Linked DNA regions of Drosophila melanogaster: region 1 is linked to region 2. Evidence: chromatin contacts called from public Hi-C data. All regions are on one chromosome and are shown on one strand. Each heading gives the region's core, a stretch centred on a gene start, on an enhancer-like site or on the middle of the called end of the contact. The rest is flanking DNA. Distances are from core to core; before and after follow the strand shown. Region 1 overlaps rsh (radish). Region 2 overlaps hwt (heavyweight).

Region 1 (4,398 bases), core at 1,460-3,959, 540 kb after region 2:
AAGGCAGTTCGCTAGATTAGCTATTGCAAAAAAAAAAAACATAATGCTTTAATTCAATTGTATATGGGTTATTCATACATTATAAAATGTCGCTTAAAGGTGGCTTGATCAATCATTTTTACAAATGCCCCAAATTTCAAGAATTTTAAGATGAAGGGGGTAAATTTCTATAAAAAAGTTCCTTACATTTGATAAACATATTTTCTAGTTAGTAATTCATAGAGAATATTTCTAAACTCAATGTTCATATCTATATACTTAGATAGGCTATTGGTTTTTTGGGGTATGATTGAAGCTTTTAAGTATACTTTTCAACACTGTGCGAATATGACTGGCTTGTGTGTGTGTGTGTGCATATGTGTGTTTTTTGTGTATGTGAGTGGTTTTGAGTGAGTGTGTGAGTGGTTTTGAGAGTGTGTGTGTGTGTGTGCGTCTAACCAACCCATCGCTCGAAAGACGCCCGAACTATCCAAATCGAAACTGACATTGTTAACTCTTACATTCACCCCGGAATGACAAGAGCCCCCAATTTTTTGGGGGATGCATATAGAGAGAGAGCGGAGGGAGACGGCGGCCCAAAACCCACCCCCTCCCGCCCCCCCTCTACAAGAGATAATGTTAAAAGCATAAGCATTTTCTACAAGTATTACCCAACATACATACATACATAAATGTGTACGTCGTGCAAAATTGTCCTAGGAAGGTATGTGTAGAACTAGTCTGTTAAGGAACCACTGTGGCATTCGATTTTTGATACCCACACAGTCGAGGATAAACAGAAAAAGAAAAAGGATTACAAAAAAAAAAAGTGCAGCAAGGAAAAACATTCGCAAAAAAAAGGGAAAAAACAAGAAAAGGAAATAAAAACAAACGCTTACTGATGTAAAACAAAGACTTAAAACTAAAACAAAAAAAACAAACATGAAACCAAATGAATAAAATATAAAACAAATTTTTTTAATCAATGTTATTGGACAAATGTAAGCTGAACAAAAAGATCCTCTCTAGCCCCGACCCATTCCCATTTCCATTCCCATTGTAAGACATTTTCCAGTTCCCTCGATATAGAACGAGTTACCCCAGAAGAACTCAATTTACGACCTAAGAAATTACTATATGATGTACTTAAATGTTCAAAAGAATTGCAAGCATAATCTTAACTGTTTGAACGCTTTTTTTTTGGGTTTTTTGTATTGTCTGTTAATTTGTTACTACCAAAAGACAAGGAAGCATATTATAGATAAGTATCAACATTTCCAGTCAAGTTGGCTGCACACCTGTACATTTAATACTGGTTAATATAGTTATGCTAAACCGTAAAATCAACACAACACTTGCAGAACTGCAAGTGAAGCGAGAGTCCAGAGAACCAGAAAACCGATTCATAAGTGCAATATCTAAGTGTATGTTTGTATAACCAATAAATTAACTTGATCTAAGAGAACGAGCAGGTGTAAATCCCCAAAAACAGTCACTGCTTTTATGAATAAAAAAAATCCCGGAAGATCAGCCCTAAAGATAAATTCAACTAAAGGCCAAAACCACCATTAAAAAATAAAATTGAATGATTGAAAAAAACCTAATATTACCAACTAAATAATTTGTCAGCATAGAGCTCATTGAAGAAAAACGACAAGAACCCTGCAGATCATAGAGTCATCAAGAGTAGTGAACAGATAAGCCCATAGAAAATCGTTTTCCACATTCCCTTTGGAAATCAGTTGACCCAACTTTTGACCAGTACCATTTCTCGGATAGATTTACTTTTCTAACACCACCATTCACTTATGAAATATTTTCCTACTGGAATTCTTCAGTTGCTAAAATGACCTAGTTTCGGTCAATAAACTAAAGATGGCAAATTCTGATGCAACATGAAAACTAAATGTAAACGGCAGCATTTCCAAAAGGGTTTCACTTAAATGTTCAAAGACGCATATATCAAAATTCAATGTCTAACTGTACAACCAAGTTTATCAAGTGTCTGGCAGGTCATACATATGTAAGCATATAATTAAGCAATTACAGTATATATATAAAAAAAAAAAAGAAAAACAAGGCCAGAAGAAAAAGAACCCTAACAAGAAAGGCAAACGGAAATCAATAACTAAACGCTTTCAGTGTGCAATAACCGAATAACTAACATTAACGTCTAATAACCAGATAAACGAACAGATAAACTGTAAGCCAAAAGCTAAAACTGGAAAATAATGAATTTGGAAAACTGTAGCAGGCAAACGTTTTTGGGGCCTGTTTCTTATTTTTTTTTTTTTTTTTTTGTGGAAAACTTGGATTGCAACAGAAACGAGCAGTTATAATGAAAAAAAAAGAAAAAAATAGGTAAAAACAAAAACAACACTCTTCGAAGCATTTTGAGACAGAGAAGGCCGAGTGCCATTCAATTCAAAAGTTAGTTATACAAATGTTGTACGTTTTTTTGTTGACTAATCTTTGAAAACATTGAAAAGAGAAAAAAATAGCAACAGATTTAAATGGACATAAAGCATAGCTGTATTTTTACCGTCGCTCTATCGACTCAAATATACTGTTTGAACTGAATGTACTCATCTGATTAATATGAATGTATTTACCGCAGATATCCGATATACCGAAAATAAACAATAAGCGCTGTTTCTATATGTTCGCCCCGATCGCCACCGCCCACCGCCCATCGCCCCTCTGCCTAAATTAACCCACCCAACCACCGGATGGCAGAGTGGTGGTGCGCAGGGTGGTGCGAAACGGGCTCACTTTTTTGATAGCAGATTGAATCAGGCAGGCAATCGAAAAACAAAATTTAAAAAAAAATGAAAAAAACACCCGTGACTCCTTTTGAGCTGACGATCTACATCTACAATATACGCAAATGAAAACCACATAAGACATTTGTTTAATCGAAAAAGAAAAAAACGCATTTGAATGCGGAGTAAAGCTAAATAAATGTTGTAATTGCCACAGCCAAGCATAACAGGAGAAAATTCAATAAAAATTATAAAAGTATTACAACAGCGTTTTTATATACATAAATTAAGCATTGTTTAAAAAACATTCGTTTTGCATCTGAATGAAACATCGAATTTCTTTTGCGTTTTATAAGTTTATTGTTTTGTTTTTTCTTTTTTTTTTTATTTTCTTTATATTAATAGGAGGGTGGAAACTAGAAACTAAGTGTATGGAAAGCTATTTGGCTTGTACTTCTGAAGCTATTCAAAATACTTTTGATTTAATCATTAAATCAATTCCAAATACGTTGTCTTTCTGAACTGTTTATATCTCCATTTACTTCCATACTTCCCTTTCGCCATATAAAAGTTCTGAAAAAAAGGAATCCGTTCCACCCATTTGAAATAAAAAAACAAAACGAGACTTGAATTTGAATTGTCGCTTGTTGCCGCTTACATAATAAATTAAACAATTATAATAATCAGTACAATAATTCCATTGTTAATGTGGTTGTTTCTTGTCGGTTTCCCTTCCACTCAGCATACAAGTTGATGTTTAATGAAACATATAAACTAAAACAAATTGCAAACAGCAAATGCAACGACATTTTGCACTTCGCTTCCTCTCTATATACAAAGCTACAAATCATTTAAATTTCTCATTCTTTCTCTTGGATTTTCCCCTTTTTTTTCGATTTAGCTATTTTGTTTCATTTTCTTTTTAGAGCTACGATTAAATAAGTTACGTTGTGTAAAGTGTAAACTTTTGATTACAGAGTTACCATTGAAGGAGATACAGATACAGAGATATATAGAACAGTATAGACTTGGTTACAGGGGGGGGCGCGGTTGTTGGGCGAACAGAATTGCTTTCAACTATTGCACTATTATCGGATGTGTCTATATAGGTCCCTTAAGATATATGTCTATGTACAATTGGAGCTGCGCAACGAAACGAAGTGTCTAGCAGATGCGGATACAGATGAATCGCTGAGGCTCAAGCACTTAAACGTATAAGACTTTTGAACACTTTCGTTTGTCATCAATCACATGTCCACGGATATCCAGCTCTGGTCGTCGATGTACCCGATGCCCCACCGGACGATCCACCTGGCCATTCGTCCTTATCCGTATACAAGCTGGAATACGATCCGCTGGCCGAACACGTCCGACGATCGCCGATTCGCCGTTCGGCTCCGGACAACCTGGTGCCCAGGCCACCTGCATACGCCGGCATCGACAGCGAGTCGCCGACTGCTGACGAGACGGGCAGGGAAATGGGCTCCAATAGTCCCACCTCCTCGTCCTGATTGTCGTCGTGAACAGCAGCGTCGGCGGCATCGTCGTCGAAGCCATACCAGCATCACATGACCATGATTTGCAGCGCTACTCATTGATCTATCGTACGGTAGATGCGTCTCTGGGGCTCGGGTGTATAGTGGATGCGAGTGCGGAA
Region 2 (4,336 bases), core at 659-3,158:
GAATAGCTTTGCCCGGGTATCAGGTTATGCCAAAGGGAGACCGCAGCAGCTAAACATCCAGGCCACCTAATCCTCTAGCCAGGCAAAAAAAAAAAAAAAAAAAAACAAGAAAATCTCGCCCCATGCCCACCCCACTATCCGCTCTTATGACTCTATCTATTCCTCTATACGGCAGACATCCATGAGTCATAACATCAACAAGAATCTATCTTAACTACGACGCACAGACCAAACACACACACACACACGTGCGAATTATGAGCAATCATGTACGTACACTGGAAGAATTGTTACTAGAGAAACGCGTAGAAACCTCTCGGCAACAAAACGGTCATACAAACTTAAGGCAGCTGGCAAGGTCACACTATGCTTTTTACTTAAACTGGGCGATCAGTTAATGTTAATATATGTTATTTATTTATCCATTATAGTATTCATCTTTTTTTTGCACTGTATCATGTGTGGCGTGCAAGATCAATAACCGTAAGAGGCTAAACCAAAAACTTATTCCCAGCTGGGCCAAAGGCTAAAGCAAACCATTTCCATAATCTGACAATTTGTAATTCATAGTAAATATGAAAATTTGATGCGAATTTGCTGCGATTTCTTCCAATCTCTATCTCACACTAACATCCCCACATGTGGCCACTTTCTAAGGGGGCCGGCAATAGCCAGGGGCATAAATCAGATTTATATTTTTTTTCCATTCACGTTGCACACTTTGCGGCTGCAGATGCCGGCACAGTGGAGCCAAAGGCCAATAAGTGAATCTGAAATTATTGAGACTAGCTGGATACTAACTTGAATATAATACTTTCAAACATAAGAATCGTGTTTTAGAATTAAAATTCAAGATTTGGTTATATATTACGTTTCCCCGAATTGTCTGATTTTAGCGAATGAAATTTATGTTGCATGCCAATGTGCGAGGAAGGCATCTGTATGATTCGATTCTTCGAGTCCTTCTTGCATCTGAGCCTTCTTCTTCTGGCTTTCTCTGTCCCCTTTTCCTTCCACCCCTCCACCTACTCCCCCTTGGTGCCGCTTTCCTTTTGGCTTATTGAAATGCCGTCGATGTCGCTGTTGTCGCCCGCCGGTGCAACGGAAATGTAACCGCAAAAATTCAAAGCGGCAGACGCAATTTGTTGCGCACATGTGACGACGCAGTTGTCTCTGCGCGAGTGTGGGGATATGGTTGTAAGTATCTCTGTGTGTGTGTGCGTAACCGGTGTAACGGTAAATATAAAGCCACCGGCGACGATGACGCATTATGCCCCATGGTGGCAACCCTGTGGGGACAGTGACAGCTGCACTGAGGCAAAACGCCACCTGATTTGCTTTTCCGGTTTCCGGTTCGCATTTTTCCAAAATATATCTTCGCTCAAGCACACAATAAATACTAATTTAAAAGAATGAAACTTTCATTTTTTAGTACTCAAGTAGTAGTAGTAGTCAATTCAACTAAATAACAATCGAATATTTATATTTTTAATCAAATCATCAAACAAGGAAATGAACTATTTTGCTGTTAGTTTTTGCGCTTTTCTTACCATTAGAAAGCGATAGTTATATATGTATAGTGTACTCTTTCAGACCGTCTTTCATTTTTCTATGTCCCACTCTCTTTTTTCTTGCCCTTTCACCACCCTATTTCACTGTTGCCACCCCCTTTCTGCATATTTTATGAAACATAACACCGTCCGGTAAAATTGAATGGGAGGCGGAAATGTATCAAACTAGATTTTGTGACACGTTTACAAGTGTAAAAGGAAGCAGACCGGTAGGAGAAAATGGGCGAAAGCAAAGCAGAAGAATGAGTGAAAAAAGCGATAAGGTGGGAGAAGTGATGCAGAGAATGCAAATTAGTATAATTCGCAATTTGAACACGATGGCGCCAGTGGTCACTCACCGATCGACCGCAGCGCCATCTGTTGTCCAAATGCTGTGCTTCCTCTCGTTACTGAAACATACAATATTTCCTATCTGTTATTTGGCTATCCTACGTGACAAATCAACGAAAATTGCATGCAGGAGTATGAGTTTCGGGGGTATTTAAGGGGTCTGGGTGGTGACCGCAACACGGCTGAACAAAACGGAAAAAAAAAACCATACAGCTAGTCGCACTTTACATAACTAATAGCGCGAAATGGGCAGCAATCGAAATTCCCGACTCATAGACACCCCTGTTGAGTGAAAATCAGTTTAGTTGCTGTTTACGCTCTAAGTTTCATTAGCAGACCAAATAATTTGCACATATTTGAAATTATGAAGTAGAACTAGTAACAAGTAAATAGGACTAAAGCGATAAATTTCTCACTTCTAGAATTACGCACTACTGGGTATGCGTAAAGTCGTACCACGACAACTGTGAACAAAGGTCACATACACATTGGCAGACGTGGACATGGCATAAATAAGCAATTTGGGCAAACTGTTGCCAGCTTTTAGGCGTTGTCAGAATCCCCCGGACTCATTACTGTCAATGGTCAACGGAAATGGCGAATGGCAAATGGGAAACGGGAAAATTATGAGGGTATGGCCCGGCTTAATGGACAATCTATATTTCTATAAACCGCTTTGGTCACACCCTTTCCTATTTCGTTTTCTCTTACTTGCCAAGTTGTTTACCGTCTCACAACTTGACACATGACAAGGACAAGTGGCCAAGGAGCTGAGTTGGTAAAGCAAAACAATGCTAAACAAGTTTTCGCAACAACTCACGTTTCATGGCAATGGTTGCATAAGTGACCAAAAAAAATATACACACCCACCAGAAACAACTTCACCTTATCGAAAACAGCAAAAACTTTTTTCATTTTGCCGTGAAAATTTGTAAACATCAGCAAATAAACGAAACTTACATGCTGAGTGGTTTCTCGTTCCTTTTTTTTTTTTGGATTTCGCTTGGCCCACGAAAAAGGGGTGAATATTTAATAGAGCCAGTGCCAGGTAAACCTCTCCAACTTTCTCGGCTCTATTTTTTTCATTTGCCAAATGACAAATTGCGCTGGCCAGTGGCATTTGGTGGAGGGGTAGGTATGTACAAAAAGGTGTTTGACTTAACACTTGTTGTTACACATGTTACACCCCCAATCCACTTCACATCCGCCAATTGTTGTTGCTATTCCACACCCCCGAAAAACACACATACATAGGTAGGTAGGTATGCATGTATATGAAGTAAGTTTTTCGAGAGACCTTTCAACGCAATTTCCACGAGTTACACTTGGGAGGCATTAGCCAAAAGATTTCCACTTTCGGAATCATTGGGGATTGCAGGGTGCGTAATTGAAATTGAAAATGTAATGTTCCCCGCCAAATATACACAAAATATATAAATGTAATATCATCAACTTGAATACCTGATGAGATCATCTATCTGAACGGAGTTCGTTACACCTGTGAAGGTGTAACTAGCTTATCTAACAAATAGGGTTCATTCTTACGAAAGGTATTTATTTTAAGCTCTTCAAAGATACGTACTTTTGTGTTCGATTTACAATATAACACAAATAAACATAAATAAAATCATCTTGCTTATAAAATCCACATAAACTATTCATTCAACACCAATTATTCCATATTAAATATGCAATAAGAAAATGCCATTACTCAGCTATCGAATGGCAAGGCAACTACCTAATATTTAATGAAGTAATTGTTCGAACTATTGAGCTATTTAGTCATCAGTCTAGAAAACACTTTGATGATTCACTCCATTCGCTGTGTAATAAAATTAAGGCGTGCTCTGTTTGGGCAAAAAGTCACTTTAATTAATTAACATAAAGTCATTTAATGTCGGATTTAGGGTAATTTCACTTTTGAAACTAATGAATCATTAAATCAACAAAGAGCGGGTATTTTATGGTTTTACTGTGATCTTTTACTTAAAAGCCGACTTGTGATATTTGAATAGTTTTTATTTGATTAGATATGTTAAAAATTATACGTTTTGTCACAATTATTATTTTTAAAATATGCCATTTTAAGTAGGAATAATTTTCCATACAAAAGCTACTACTTTCGCTAGCACATTTTCTTTGCGTATTGATTGACTTCTGCTTTCTTTTTTAACACCTTTCAGGCCTTTTTTGGAGGGATCCCCAGCCGAAAAACGAACAAAGGATGAGATGAAGCATTTTAAAATTCCGTAAGCGTTTCCCCCCCACAACTTCAAGCCATATTTTTCTTTGCTTTGCGAATTTTCTTTTGTCATCCGGTTTATTTATATAAACACTCAGCGCGTGGACGTGTGTGAGAGCTTGTCAATTTTCATTTGGTTTATCGCAACTGGAACGCAACTTTTCCACTCCAATGCTGTCATGTGGCAAATGCC

Evidence for each region. Hi-C and Micro-C count contacts between places; a contact is called where the count stands out from the background.
Region 1: a Hi-C map of the Kc167 cell line shows a contact between it and region 2, with 2.6 times the contacts expected there. The contact joins two enhancer-like sites. A contact is called at or near these places in 2 of 107 Hi-C or Micro-C datasets (the Kc167 cell line and wing imaginal disc).

Annotation. Positions count from the first base shown.
Region 1 is chrX:13,076,097-13,080,494 of dm6, forward strand. It overlaps rsh (radish), which reads left to right. Exons shown (of 19, transcript NM_001298250.1): 19 at 1-2,974. hep (hemipterous) reads right to left here. Exons shown (of 10, transcript NM_001298253.1): 10 at 3,109-4,398. The coding sequence ends at 4,333. Among named protein-coding and RNA genes, the nearest start is that of hep, 12 kb to the right of the region's middle. Within about 2 kb of position 2,710, at least 3 of the 39 cell types and tissues checked have an H3K27ac peak or open chromatin away from gene starts, as enhancers often do. A contact at or near this core is called in the Kc167 cell line, where this site is marked.
Region 2 is chrX:12,539,058-12,543,393 of dm6, forward strand. The region is part of intron 4 of hwt (heavyweight); the gene reads right to left. Among named protein-coding and RNA genes, the nearest start is that of Cpr11B, 12 kb to the right of the region's middle. Within about 2 kb of position 1,909, at least 13 of the 39 cell types and tissues checked have an H3K27ac peak or open chromatin away from gene starts, as enhancers often do. A contact at or near this core is called in the Kc167 cell line, where this site is marked.